Regions from separate parts of the Ovis aries genome. Here region 1 is linked to region 2. A link is a contact called in public Hi-C data. All regions are on one chromosome and are shown on one strand. The core of a region is the stretch at or near the end of the contact, and the rest is flanking DNA. Distances in the headings are between cores, read along the strand shown. Region 1 overlaps BCOR (BCL6 corepressor). Region 2 has its middle 160 kb from the start of TRNAS-GGA.

The links. A called contact is a pair of places that touch in the nucleus more often than the background predicts.
Region 1: a contact with region 2 is called in a Hi-C map of mixed tissues, with 4 times the contacts expected there. The contact joins two enhancer-like sites. A contact is called at or near these places in 4 of 16 Hi-C or Micro-C datasets (hypothalamus, mixed tissues, muscle and 1 more).

The regions. Positions count from the first base shown.
Region 1 is chrX:39,452,565-39,458,584 of ARS-UI_Ramb_v3.0, reverse strand. All of the region lies in intron 1 of BCOR (BCL6 corepressor), which reads left to right. Among named protein-coding and RNA genes, the nearest start is that of BCOR, 22 kb to the left of the region's middle. Within about 2 kb of position 4,469, at least 30 of the 54 cell types and tissues checked have an H3K27ac peak or open chromatin away from gene starts, as enhancers often do.
Region 2 is chrX:39,154,148-39,160,560 of ARS-UI_Ramb_v3.0, reverse strand. No RefSeq gene overlaps it. Among named protein-coding and RNA genes, the nearest start is that of TRNAS-GGA, 160 kb to the right of the region's middle. Within about 2 kb of position 1,575, at least 5 of the 54 cell types and tissues checked have an H3K27ac peak or open chromatin away from gene starts, as enhancers often do.

The DNA of each region.
Region 1 (6,020 bases), core at 3,220-5,719, 300 kb before region 2:
TGGTTCGGTGACGGCTCCCTGGAGACCGCCGCCTCGAGCGGCAGGCCCCATCTGCAGTGCAGCTGACTGTGAGCGGCCCGGGGTGGGGCCTGGACGGGAGAGAACCGGCGTGGGCTCCGGGCAGCCTCGGCCTCAGGACCCCCCCAGTTACAGAACTGGCTGTATCTGGCTCATGGCTTCCGAAAGGCTGGCGTGGGAGGCCCAGAAGACCCCGATCAAAGGTTGGGGCCGGGGCTTCGGAGTGGGGCCCGAGGTGTGAGGCAGCGCTGGGGACCCTGGAATCGAAGTGGAGATGAACCCTCCTGGGCCCCCCGGGCGGGGAAGGCGCTTCGGCGCTGAACTCGCAGCGAAGAGCTCCAACACCCAACCCTCAGGTTCCTGCGGCCGAGAGGAGCCCACGGTACAAGCAGGCAGGGGAAGCGCGGCTGTACGCACAGCCTCAGGTGCGCTAAGATTAACTGGCCACCTCCGGACAGCCCGCCCCCTGCCTTCAACCCTCGGGCGCCGGACAGATCCTGGGCAGCACCGGCCACCGCCCCGACGCCGCCGGGCTCAGCCTAGCGCAGTTCCGCCTCGACCTCACAAAGGCTGCGTGCGGCTAGAGCAGACGAGGAACGGCCACGACTCTCAGATCTTTAATTACGCCCCTACCCTTCCCCCCACCCCCATCGCCGGCTTCCAGCCCTTTAATCAATTTCACGATATTAAATATTAATTTCCCGCCAGCCAGGCTTTCTCGAAGGAGGGGGAGGGGACGGGCAGGGCAGCTCCGAGGAAGGGAGGGTGTGACCTGGATAGTAAGGCGTGAGGGCTCTTAAGTGACCTGTGCTGGGAACTCGGTGCCACCGGGTCTGAGCTTTGCGGTTGGGGAACTTGGAGAGTTATGAACGCCGGGATGCAGGCCTCCCGAAGGGGCAACTAGGTGCTCCGAGAGTCTCAATGCGCTGGGCTATAGCCTCCTGCTCCGCACCCCCCACCCCAAGCCCCGAGCCAGCCTCACACGGGCCCGCGGCGCGCAGCGATGATGGATCGCGCCTGGCGGGGGTGATTTGGTGTTGATCGCACATTATCACTGGCAGGTTGGACTGGTTGCTGATGGACGACTTCTAGCGGCGGCGGCAGCAGCTTCTTCAGACACCGCGCAGGGACTCGCTTGCTCTGCGAGGGTCTTTTTCCCCGAGCACCCCACCCCTCCCCGCCCCACTTCCCAGAGACAGGAGAACCTGAGAGTCCGAGCGGGGTCTTGAGGCACCCAGGGCCGCCCGCCCGGGTCTGGGTCCTGGGGTGGGCCGAAGGCAGGAGAGGAGGGGAGCCAGGACGCCTCTCCCACTTCCTCCCGTTCCTCTCCTTGCCTTGCCGCTTGATCCCCCCCCCCTTTCCTTCCTGCTTCCCCATCGAAGCCGGGAGGGCCTGGGTCACTCGCGGTGTGGTTTCCCCGCCGCCGAGTCCAGGCAGCGGCGGGGGGCGGGGGTGGGCGAGCTCCCCCGCCCTACGGCCCCCGCCCCTCTCCCGGGGCTCGCAGCACCGCGGCGCTGCGGTGCGCCCCTCCTCGCGTCTTTTTCTAAAGTGCCTGCAGATACAAAAGCGGTTTCGTAATGCCTTCCGTCTGCGAGAGCCGGAGGACCTTGGCTGACCTTTCGGAAACTGATTGCAACTGCCTGTTAACAGCCCGTACTGACCGCACCGAGCGGAGCGGAGGACAATCATTTAAGTGACAGACGGCGAGGTGGCCTCGGCTCAGTCGAGCGGCCTGGTTAAGCCCGCCCCGCCCCTCCCCCCGAGTTCCACCCCCCCCCACCCCAGCCCCGGGCGCACTGCGGGCTGTGGCGGGCGCTCGGGCGGGCGGGGAGGGCGCGTCGCGCGCGCCCGCTCGTGTGTGTGTGAGTGTGTGTGTATGTGCCTGCGATTACCGGCCGACGGGTTAACCCTTAGCCGAGCGGCCGGCCCCTTTGAGGCCGAACGCTGCTGGCTTAATCTGCCATCTGCAAAAGAGGAATAAAAGAGCCGCCTCCGCCGACTTTCCCTAATGGGTAAACTGTCCCCTCTCAGCGTGACCGGGGCTGCGTGCCTGCTGCTGCCGGAGAAAGATCCCGACCCTCGGCTCTTCCGGCACGTCCCTGGGTCCCCCTCCCTGCGCCCCCTCCCTCCTCCTCACACGGACACCAGCACGGGGACAGCGCGAGGGGTCCAAAGGCTCCGAGAGGCTCGCGGTGCAGTGGACGTGGGTGTTCCCGGTGTTTTCTCTTTTGGAAACTGGAGAAAGGTGGGGTGGGGGTGGGACCTCACTGGGAAGGCGAGGTGGGGGAGGGGAGACTGGTGACAGGGCACCTCGGGCTGCGCTCGCTGCCTCTCTCGGGAGAGATCGCCAGCTGCTCTCCAACAGGCAGCGCCCTGAAATCTATTTAAAGAGAGGGAAAGGGGAGGAGAACAAAGGGGGAGGAGGGGGGCGGCGAGCGGAGCCTGGGCGAGAGCGAGCGAGCAGGGAGGATCCGCCGCTCCGCGGGCACATCAAGCGCTCACATCTGTACACTCCGCGATCGATGGGGAGAATGGATAATATTTGTCAGCTGCAGACCTTTCTCTTCCCGGTTCCTGGGGAGGGGAGGGGGCGAGGGAGGGGGAGGGGCGGGCAGACCAGGCGAGAGAGGCCGCCTCAAGGACAGCGCGCTTCCCGTGGCAGCCACACGGAAACCCAGAGCCATGAAAGCCCGGGGATTTTTCTCTTATTATCATTATTAATTATTTTTTATTATTCCACAGCAGCCAGCGAGCGCTCTGCGGCGCCCCTCCCCCGCTCGCCCGCCGCCTCCCTTTGTTGATTCTCAGCTGCGAGCGCGGCGGGCCCGAGCCGCCGCCGCCGCCGCCGCCGCCGCCGAGCACGATCTGCTCTTGCGCCCTCGGTCGCAGCTGCGGCCCAGGAAGCCTGGGCTGCGTCCCCGCCCCCCAGCCCCCCACGGCGCGGCAGCCCCCGCACCCCCTCCTTGCTGCCCGCCACGAGGCCAGCCCAGCCTCTCCGCTGTTCTTCACTGCGGCTCCGCGTCCCCAACGCCGAGCAGAGGCGCTGGCTGCTGCTGTCCCGAGTCTCCGGCCGCGCGGGGGCTTCGCCACCCCCCCCCCCAACTGCGCTGCGGCTCCACTCTGATGCCGCCGTCCTCACACATGGTCTTCATTTCGCAGACCAGCGGCGTGCTTCCTTTCGGCTCCTCTCCTCGGGGCTTTTCGGAGCGGAGAGGGCGGTTTAGAGGAAGTTGGAAACCCTGCGAGCCCAGGGGAAAGGGGGAAAACCCTCGCTCTAGTTCTGAGCTTCCGAGGCGGAGGGGAGCGCCCCGCGGAGGGTGGAGCAGAGCCTGGGTGCCCTCCCCTTCCTTAGGTGCTGGAAGGGCGAAGTGAGGAGTGGCGGTCGGGAGAAGATCCGGAGCTGGAGAGCGAGAGCTCCAGGTCTGCTTTCACTCTGTCCTCTCGCCCGCACGCACCGGCCTGGGCAGATGTGACCCGCCCCCTCGCAACGGCACAGCGGGCCTGGGAGTCGATCCGATTAGTGGTCATCAAATGAGACCAAAGACACCTCAGACAGTCTCCCACCTCCCGCGCGGGGGAGCTCCCTGGGCCTTTGCCCCCTCCTTTCTCCAAGACTGTAAGCCCACAGCCGACGCCCCCCAGGTCTGGGATCCGGGCCCACCGTGGGGATGAGGGGCAAATATGATGCACAAAGTTCTGGTTGGGGTTTACTGGGAGCTTTGCGGCCCCCACCCCGCTGTCCTGCGATTCCGGGCCAGCCTGCGGCGGCGTCCCCGACTGCTCCGCGGTCCTGGGCAGGGCAGGAAGCTGGCACGGCCGCCGGCTGGGCCGGCGCCACTTGGCCGGGCCGGCTGCTCGCTGGAACTCGGGCGGCACGTTCACGCCGAGTCGGGTTCCCGGGTCTCTCGCCCGGTCACCCTGAGCGGCTGTCTTCCCCGCCCCACACTTGTCCGTCGTCTTCCCTCCGGAGTCTCCCTGTCTCCACCCGCCCTCTCAGCTTTTCCCCTCCTCGGTCTGTCTCGGGAGCCCCGTAGCGCAGTCAACCGCCCTTCCCGAGATTCAAAAAGAAGTTTTGTGTTTCCCCGGGGGCAGCAGCCTAATGCTTCCCTTGTTTTCCGGAACAAAGCAGACATTCAGTGGGGAGGGGCAGGCGCTGACTCCTTCCCCTCCCCGCAGCACCCCGCACCCCTGCAGGTTCAGAACGCTTGCTCCCGGGCCCCGCTGGCCTGGGGGTGGGGTGGGGGCCCGGGTTCTCCCGGCTAGACTACAAAAGCTTCACCCCCTGCGCCTCCTCCCCACCCCCTCACCCCCAGCCTCTGCCGGGAGCCCGAGAGAAGGCGACATGGTGTTTGGGTGAGGTTCCCAGCCCGGGCGGGGAGGGCGCGCACGCAGCTGTTTACAGCGTGCCTGCTGCTGGAAGCATACCCGCCGCCGCCTGACAGCATGGGGCACCCGCGCGCTGCCAGCTCAGAGAAGACGCGGAGCGGCGAGCCCTCCGGCACTCGGCCCGAGGCCTCGACAGCCCCGGGGCCAGAGCGCGCGGGGAGGCTCGAGGTCTCCGCGAGTGCGTTCCTCTTCTAGCCCCTTTCCTGCCCCACAGTGGTCTGAATCCATCTGGTAGTGTATCAAAGGTACTGGGGGGAAAGAGCGGAGAGCTCAACGAGGGGCGCTCAAAGCGTTCTTGGCGCCCGGCTTTGGGGCAGTCCTCCCCGCCCCTCGCCGGGGCTTAGTTCTCCGGCCAGAGTGAGCAAACCACGCCACTCTAGCGACTGGGAGATGGTTCTCCCTCCGGATAACTCTCCGCAGTCCCACCTGTCCCTGTCCACCCTGCCCGCCAGACTTCCCTTCGCCCCACCCCCGAGGGGATCGCGGCACTAGCTGTGCCCACGCGCGCCGGGCCTTCTGGTCCGCGCAGCGCTGCCTTCGATCCCGTTCCAGTTCTTCCCCTCTCCCGGGCCTGTGGCCGGCCCCCGGCGCCTCCAGCGCGGCCTGAAACTTGATCCCGTGTCGGAAGGACAGTGTGTAAACACCAGGCGCGCTCCGAGAGCCCGCGGGAGGGGCCGGGCGAGGGCCGCCCGGGCAGCTCCGAGGCCCCGCGCCCCCGCCCGCCTGGTCGCCCCGGGCACGATCGGCGGGGCCGCCGCCTCACTCTCTGCCTTCCCAGTTGGCTCAGCTAATTGGAGCCGCCGCCGCCGCCGCGCTGGCGGCGGCCTCTTGTTGAATTTTCTAGATCGCAACGGTTCGGTCGTGGCTGCTTGCGGCTCCCCTCCCCCTCCCGCAGCTGTTATCTTGGCCGGCAACTTGTTGGTGGCGGCGGCCGTGCCTCCGCTGACCCTGGCCTCAAGCTCGGTGTACACCCCAGTAGTTTGGGGGTGTGTTTCTGAGAGGTGCGGGAGGGAAAGCAGAGTCAGTATAGGAACTGTGAGGCTTTGCCCCTGAATCTGAGGCCCCTTGTTTTGATGAATGCAAATACTATCCAAGGGATTCTGTGACAGAAAGCCATTCTCCTTGCAGTCGTGCACCAGGAGGTAGCGACAGTTCCCGAGGAGCTTCAGGAACAACTCCACTAGCAGCTTCAGTGGGTTCCAGGAAAATGTTCAGAAGGGTGGAGAGGTGGGAGGCCTGAAGATACCCCTCTCCTGCCTCCAAACCCTTTCCAAGTTTGGGACCCAATGTGTAGGTTCTTCATGCCACAGAGGCTGCCTCCACCTTTAGGCGTAGCCCACCAATATGGGACAAGGCCACCATTTTTTGTCTTGATTTGGAGTACCAGGTGGGTCCAAGGGAGAGGTGTCATCCTCAGTGGGTTCTGAGCTTGTATCCTGGGTCCTTGGGTCCTCCCCCCATGGGAGCTGAGCCTCCTTTCCCCCTTGGCCAGCTGGCTTATACCCTGGTCATATGTCCCTGCCCCGTGCGCACGGTGGGGTCTGTAAACCATCAGGTCTGTGTGGGTCTAGAGGAAGCCCAGAGCCTGGCCAATAGCCAAGGTGGGAAGAAATGAG
Region 2 (6,413 bases), core at 326-2,825:
AGGGGATGGAGAGTCCGGGAGGGGCGGGAGGGTGTCCGGGGAGGTGGGGGCAGCCCCCGGGGCGGCGCGCAGAGGCTTCTTGGGGGGCGCGGCGACGGGGGGAGATTGGGGGCCCCCGCGGCATCTCGGACCACAAAGGGCGGGGGAGCTCGGCCAGGCGGTCGCAGCGAGAAGTATTGATCGAGGGGCGGGTGCAGCGAGCGCGCCGAGAGCTGCTCCATCCATTAGGGCCGCTGTTCGCCTCCAATTAGAAAAAAAATCATTACTCAGCAGCCAGCAGCGGCCTGTGCGCCGCCCGGGACCGCCTGCGAGCGAGCGAGCGAGGGAACGGCGGGCCTCCCCCCACCCCCGAGCTCCCCACCCCCAGCTCCCGGCGCCCCGCCTCCCCCGGCCCTAATGACAACTATTAGAACTGCCTCCCCGCACCCACCGCCCGGCGAGCACAAAAGCGCGAGATTCATTTGGTAATCGGGGTAATTACAGCGGGGCGCGGGGGCGCACGCGGCGATGGCGGGCGCGCCGGCGGAATGCTAAGGGGCTGGGCGCGCCGCCCGTTCCCACCCCTTCGCCCTCCCCGCCCGGCCCCTCGCCCGATAGGCGCCCGGGGCCACGTCTCCTCCGCCCCTGCCCTTACCCCCACCTTCAGCCGTGGGGAGGGGGCTCCCCGGGGGCTCTTGGGCACAGAACCAAAAGCCTCCCCCCGCACCCCGCTCCCTCTGCCACCCCCGGGCCCCGACCATCGCCCTCGGCCACGCGGCCTGCGGCGCTCAGGACAAGATTTGCCACGTCCGGGAGCCAGAGAACCCCTCCGAGGTCCGGACGCATAATAAATGCCGTGTGTAATGTATTTACTCTGCTGCCCCCAGTTAATTTACACACCCGAGCCGCGCCGTGGGCCCTCCCCCCGCGCGCGCCCCGGCCTGTCGCTCCTACTTACAGGCGCGAGGCGCTGTCCCCCGAGAGGGCCTTTTTTTTTTTTTTTTTTTTTGAGAGCTTTAGGATGGATGCAACGTGTCATTAAACCTGAAAGCGGCTGTTACTTATCTGTAATGGTGTTTTCCACAGGCCTTTCTCCTTACCTGCGCTGGGGCCAGGTACCACCTGGGTGGTGGATGGGGATAGGATTGCTCCAAGGCTGGGGTAGGATGGCTAAGCCGAGTGGGATGGCTAAGCCGTCTGTGAGCTCAGCAGGAGGTGGTTGAGGCGTCGCTGGAACACACCCAGCCCCCAAATTGCGGGCGCACAGATGCCGAGGCCCCACTGTCCACAACCCGGGGCAGCCCCGCTTTGGCCCGGTACCAAACAGGGCCTGGGGGAGGGTTCCTCCTCTAGAGCAGCCTAGGCCGGCACTGTGTTAGTGAGCCCCTCAGAAACGCTCAGACGGTGAGGGACAGAGGAGCCTGGCCGCCGCAGCCCAGGAGGTCGCAAGGAGTCGACACACTTGGCGACTGAACAGCAACACAAACGCTTCCCCCTCCTTAGCCTACAAGAACTGCAGCCTCGGGGTTGGCCATTCTTGCAGCGGTAAGGCCCCGTGTGACTGGCACTGGACGGCCCTTATCTGGGGCGAGTTCCCATCTGGCTCTCTGGGAAGCAGGCTGGTCTTCCGCACAGGACTTATCTTGTTGGAAAGCAGAGCTGTGCGCTGGAGGCAGGCCCGGGGAATGGAATGCTCACTCGGCCTTGTGTGTTCTTAATGACCCAGAACAGAGTCCTCCGAGGTGAAAAACAAAACCCTTACCCCCCTCCCTTTAACCCTTCCCTGCCCATCTCGGGTGGGAGATTCCCTTATCCTGCTGTAATGGCACGGAGATTCCTCGCCCATCCAGGGGCTGCCTGGTGGACCTCAGCTCCAGCCGCGCAAAACTGTAGCCTGGTCTCCTACCACTAGGGGTGGGTGGGGTGTTCACCCCCGTTTTGGAGGGTTTGGAGGAGGGAACTGTGATGCCGTGAAAGCCTGGGTGAAATTTTGAGGTGGTAAGCATATATATATATATATATATATATTTTTTTTTTTCTGAGAAGAGGGTTGTTAAAGGGAGCTGAGATTGCCCCAAAGGTTAAGAACCACCTACTGAGCCATTTCACCTTGCTCAGATCTTATCTGAGCCCAACTTCATTATCAGGAAGAATGAGGCTGCTCCACAGTGGTGGTTGTGATTAAAACGATGAGATAATGCTTTAATATTTGTAAACTGTACAGGGTTCTACAAAGATAAATTATTCATGATGCCAAAGATGGCTCTGTGTGTGTGTGTGTTTTGTGCGTGTGTGTGTGCGCATATATTTGTGAATTGGCAGTGCAGGGGGAGTGTGTGTGTGTGGAGGGTCGTTTGGATTACACTCTATTTTAGAGAACTTCTGAACCCCTCATCTCGGTACCTTGGGGGGTAGGGGATGGGTGGCTAGATCTTCCTGCTGCAGCCTCTCTGGTCCTCAGGAGACTCGCAGCCTCTCTTGGGCACATAGTCCTTACTTGCTCAGAGCAGGTACTTAGTACACCTTTGAGGAATAATCAAATCAATGGGTAGCTGCGTGGTCTCAGCTCACCCCACCTCCCTTCTGGACTTGCAAATACGACTGGGACCTTTTCCAACTTGAATGTATTTATCTCGGGGGTAGAGGCCCCTCAGTCGCCGAGTCCTTTCTGACTCCGTGTCTATCTTCGAGGAGCTCAAAGATGAAAACAACCAGAATCTAAGGGTGTTCAGACTTGAGACAGGACAGATAACGGTTGATTCTCTTCGTCCATACACTGAGATGAAAAGGGGGGAAAGTTTGTCTGTGGTCAGGAGACCAGGCTTAGAGCCAGGGCTGTAACCCTGTACCATCCTTGACATATCCTCTTGACTTGGCACAGAAGCACTCTGGCAGCCATGGGAGGGCACTACCCAGGCTTCCCTTCGGTGGAGAAGGTTCTGGAAGGGGTGCTGTTAGCTGACAGCCCCCAACTGCGGCACCTTCAGCATTCACGGCAGCTGAGGGGGCCACAGACCCCACCCGGGGACAGCAGAGAGGGCCACCAGAGCTGGGCCAGACGTGGGATGTCTCTTATGGGCAGTCTTTGCTCTGGGGCTCCCCATTAGCCTGATGGAGATTTTCTCAGAGCTGCACTGTGTTTGAGGTTCTTCTCATCCCATCTTCCTTCCTTTCCCCTGGTTTCTCAGGGATCAGACCTGCGTCTTGGCCTGAAGTCTCTCCCACCTACTCCTGCTCCCTCCTCCTGACCCTTCTGGCACATCACTCCCAATACATATCCTGAACTTGATTCCATCTTGGTATCTGCTACCTAGAGGACCCTAACTGCCACAGGGATGAGCACTCAGACTCTTGTGCCCTCCAGCATTTCAGATGGAACCCTTGTGTGCATAGGGTCACAGAGAGTCAAGGGTGGAGCTGAGAGCTCTGTCACACCTTTGCCCCTGTTGCAGACTGTTGTAGGCATCAGAGCTCTCGCGCGCGTCTCTAAGGCCAGGTGGCACGCTGCCACACTTGGGCGATCATGCTGCCTGTGACTTGTACTCATTCTTCCCAGGCTCCTGGGTACAGTCGGACTCATCTCTGCCCAGGGCCCCTACTGCCAAAAAGGCTGGCTCTACCCATCAGCTCGCAGCTCTTGGAAAGTCAGTCCTCAGGCCAGACTGAACTCTGAGTGAGGCCCAGGACTCTTTTTGAATGGCCACTTTGAGCATGAATCCGATAGTCAAATGCCAACCCTGCACATTTGTACATCAAATCAGAGGCTCACCTAACTGGCTTTCGCCTGATGTCAGGGTGAGCAGGAGTCTGGGCAGCCTTGTTCTTTAGACACATGGAGCAAAATCAGATTGAAAGGAAGGGAATCAGGAGAAAAAGTATCATTGGAAAACAAAAGAACTGCTAGACTCTCTGCCTGCTCCAAGAATGGCAGTCAGCAGCCCAAAGACAGATGAAGTGGAGGGCTGTTTTTTTTTTTTTTTAAGGCGGGGTCAGAGGTCATTAGCTCAGAGAATGTGTTATATTTGACATAAGGAGGGTGGTAAATTTGAGGCCGGGAAGCACTCTCTGGTCTGGGTGAGGCAGTCCACAGATGCTATTACCCAAGAAGAAAGGACAGTCTCCTGTCCTGCCAGCTTTCCCCAGCACCTCTGTCCATCCCTCCACCTTTCTAAAGAGGATACACCTGTGAACTCTCACTTCTGCTGTCACAGGCGGCTCTGAAGTCTTGCGGAACCAAGGCCGGCACCCAGGGACCTGGGTTGTAAAGCTTCGGAGACAGCTAGTGCCACCCACTGCAGGCAGGCTATTTGTTTTGTTTTTCTCCCGGAGTCAGACTGTACATGGTGGTGCCAGGCTGCAGCCCCATGGCCAAAGGCTTGGGGACAGCACCTTTGGTCATAGAGGGGCGGTGGTGTTTGGGTGTCAAGGGATATCTCCAAACCCTGTCAGGGGACCCCCGGGCACTGTGGCTTTCCCTGGTTGTGGGGTGAAGAGACCCAGAGGCCATGGGGGAGAAACTCCAAGAGGGCGTGCTAATCCTGTGGTCTGCATCCACTCCTGCCAGTCCCCCAGACGTCGGTTACAGATGGAAGGATGCAAGGGGGCAGCCAGCCAAACCTGCGGAGAGCTGGGCAAGCTGCCTCGGATTGCGGCGCGTTAGCTCTGAGCGCATCGTCGCCCAGGGCCCTCTAGGTCAAAGGCCCGCTCCTCTAGCCGCACTCAACTTCATCCACTTCTGCAGACTTGTCGGGGCCTTCACTTGGGCCGTGCCCTCAGCCTCAAACACTCTTATCTAACTCCTACCCTTCCTTTCGCTTTCAGCTTAAGCTCCAGAAGTACCGGCAACCCCCACGGTAAACAAAGCCAAACGTTGTCTTTATCTGGCGCCTTTACTATGCTAATGTACATTGTGAATCTTCGGGGCGGGGTAAACTGCCAATCTTTTCCAGAGTGTTTGGCCACAAAAGGCCTCCGCCTACCCCCTTGTATCTATTAACCCTCTCCCTGAACCGGGTGAGAAGGGAGAGTTTGGGAAAGGGTCCTCTGAGAGCAGCTGCGGCTGCAGAGGGCTGTGGCCTTCTCTCCTAGAGCCCACTTCTTAGGTGGTTGTTGTTCAGTTGCTCAGTCATGTCTGACACTTTAGTGACCCCATGGACTGCAGCGGGCCAGGTTTCTCTGTCCTTCACAATCTCCCGGAGTCTGCCCAAACTCATGTCCATTGAGTCGGTGATGCCATCCAACCATCTCATCATCTATTGTCCCCTTCTCCTCCTGCCTTCAATTTTTCCCAGCATCAGGGTCTTTTCTAATGAGTCGGCTCTTCGCAGCAGGTGGCCACAGTATTGGAGCTTCAGTTTCAGCATCAGTCCTTCCTTCCAATGAGTATTCATGGTTGACTTCCTTTAGGATGGACTGGTTTGATTTCCTTGCAGTCCAAGGGACTCTCAAGAGTCTTCTCCAGCATCACAGTTTGAGAGCATCAATTCTTGGGTGCTCAGCCTTCTTTATGGTCCAGCTCTCTTTCTCTTCCAGATGGGGGTGGTGGGAATAGAATCCCCGTCTTGTGGCCTGACGATTAAGTTTTATTAGCATCAAGGTAAAGTCCACACCCGTGCAGAGGCTTAATTATAGGCATACGTGTAGCGGAGACATGTTCATTTGTTACGTGTAGGCCAGGTGCATGTTCTTGGACAGAGCTGCTTTGGCTCTTCAGTATAGCTCTGCCTGGCCATGGCCAGCCTGCTGTTTGTTCTGCTGGGCCAGGCCTCATGCAGGTGAGTGGTCTCTGGCACGTCTTTTGGGGGCCCACATCCTGGTGAGGGCAGTGCCATATTGTTGGGTGGATCCATTTCTTCCTTCCAGATCTGCTGTCCATGGACCCCAGGAGGCTGCTCCCCATGGACCAGATCAGTTGGGTGGCCTTGGCCACTGACCCCCAGTTGGGTTAAGGTTTGGCCGATGAGATGCATCTTCCTGGCTGGCAGGAAGACTCAAGAGGTGGGAGTATTTATTTCTGTCGCTGGGCTGCAGTTTGGGGTGTGCTATGCCCACAGCAGCCTTCACCCATTGCTCTCTGCTGTTCTACTAACAGCCCTCACACCTAGCCCCTTAGCCCAGGGCCTGGTAGCAGCTTCCCACTGTTGCTAGTCCCAGGGCACTTTCCTATCCCTTGTGGTTTCTGTAATCTGCCCACACCTCTGTAAATAGCCCCATTCGATGATAAACACTTTCCAGTTAACTGTCTGGTAGAGTGTGCCATGGGGTCCTGCTGGGGCCCTGACTGACGTGTGCTGTGGGCGGTCTCAAAGTCATCTCACCAATCACAGACAAGATAGCTTGAGTACCTTTGGTCAGTTTGAATACGCAAATGCTTCGTGTCAATTACTTGGGGGGTAAACTTTTCATAGCAGTCTAGAGCCTGATTTTGGACTACC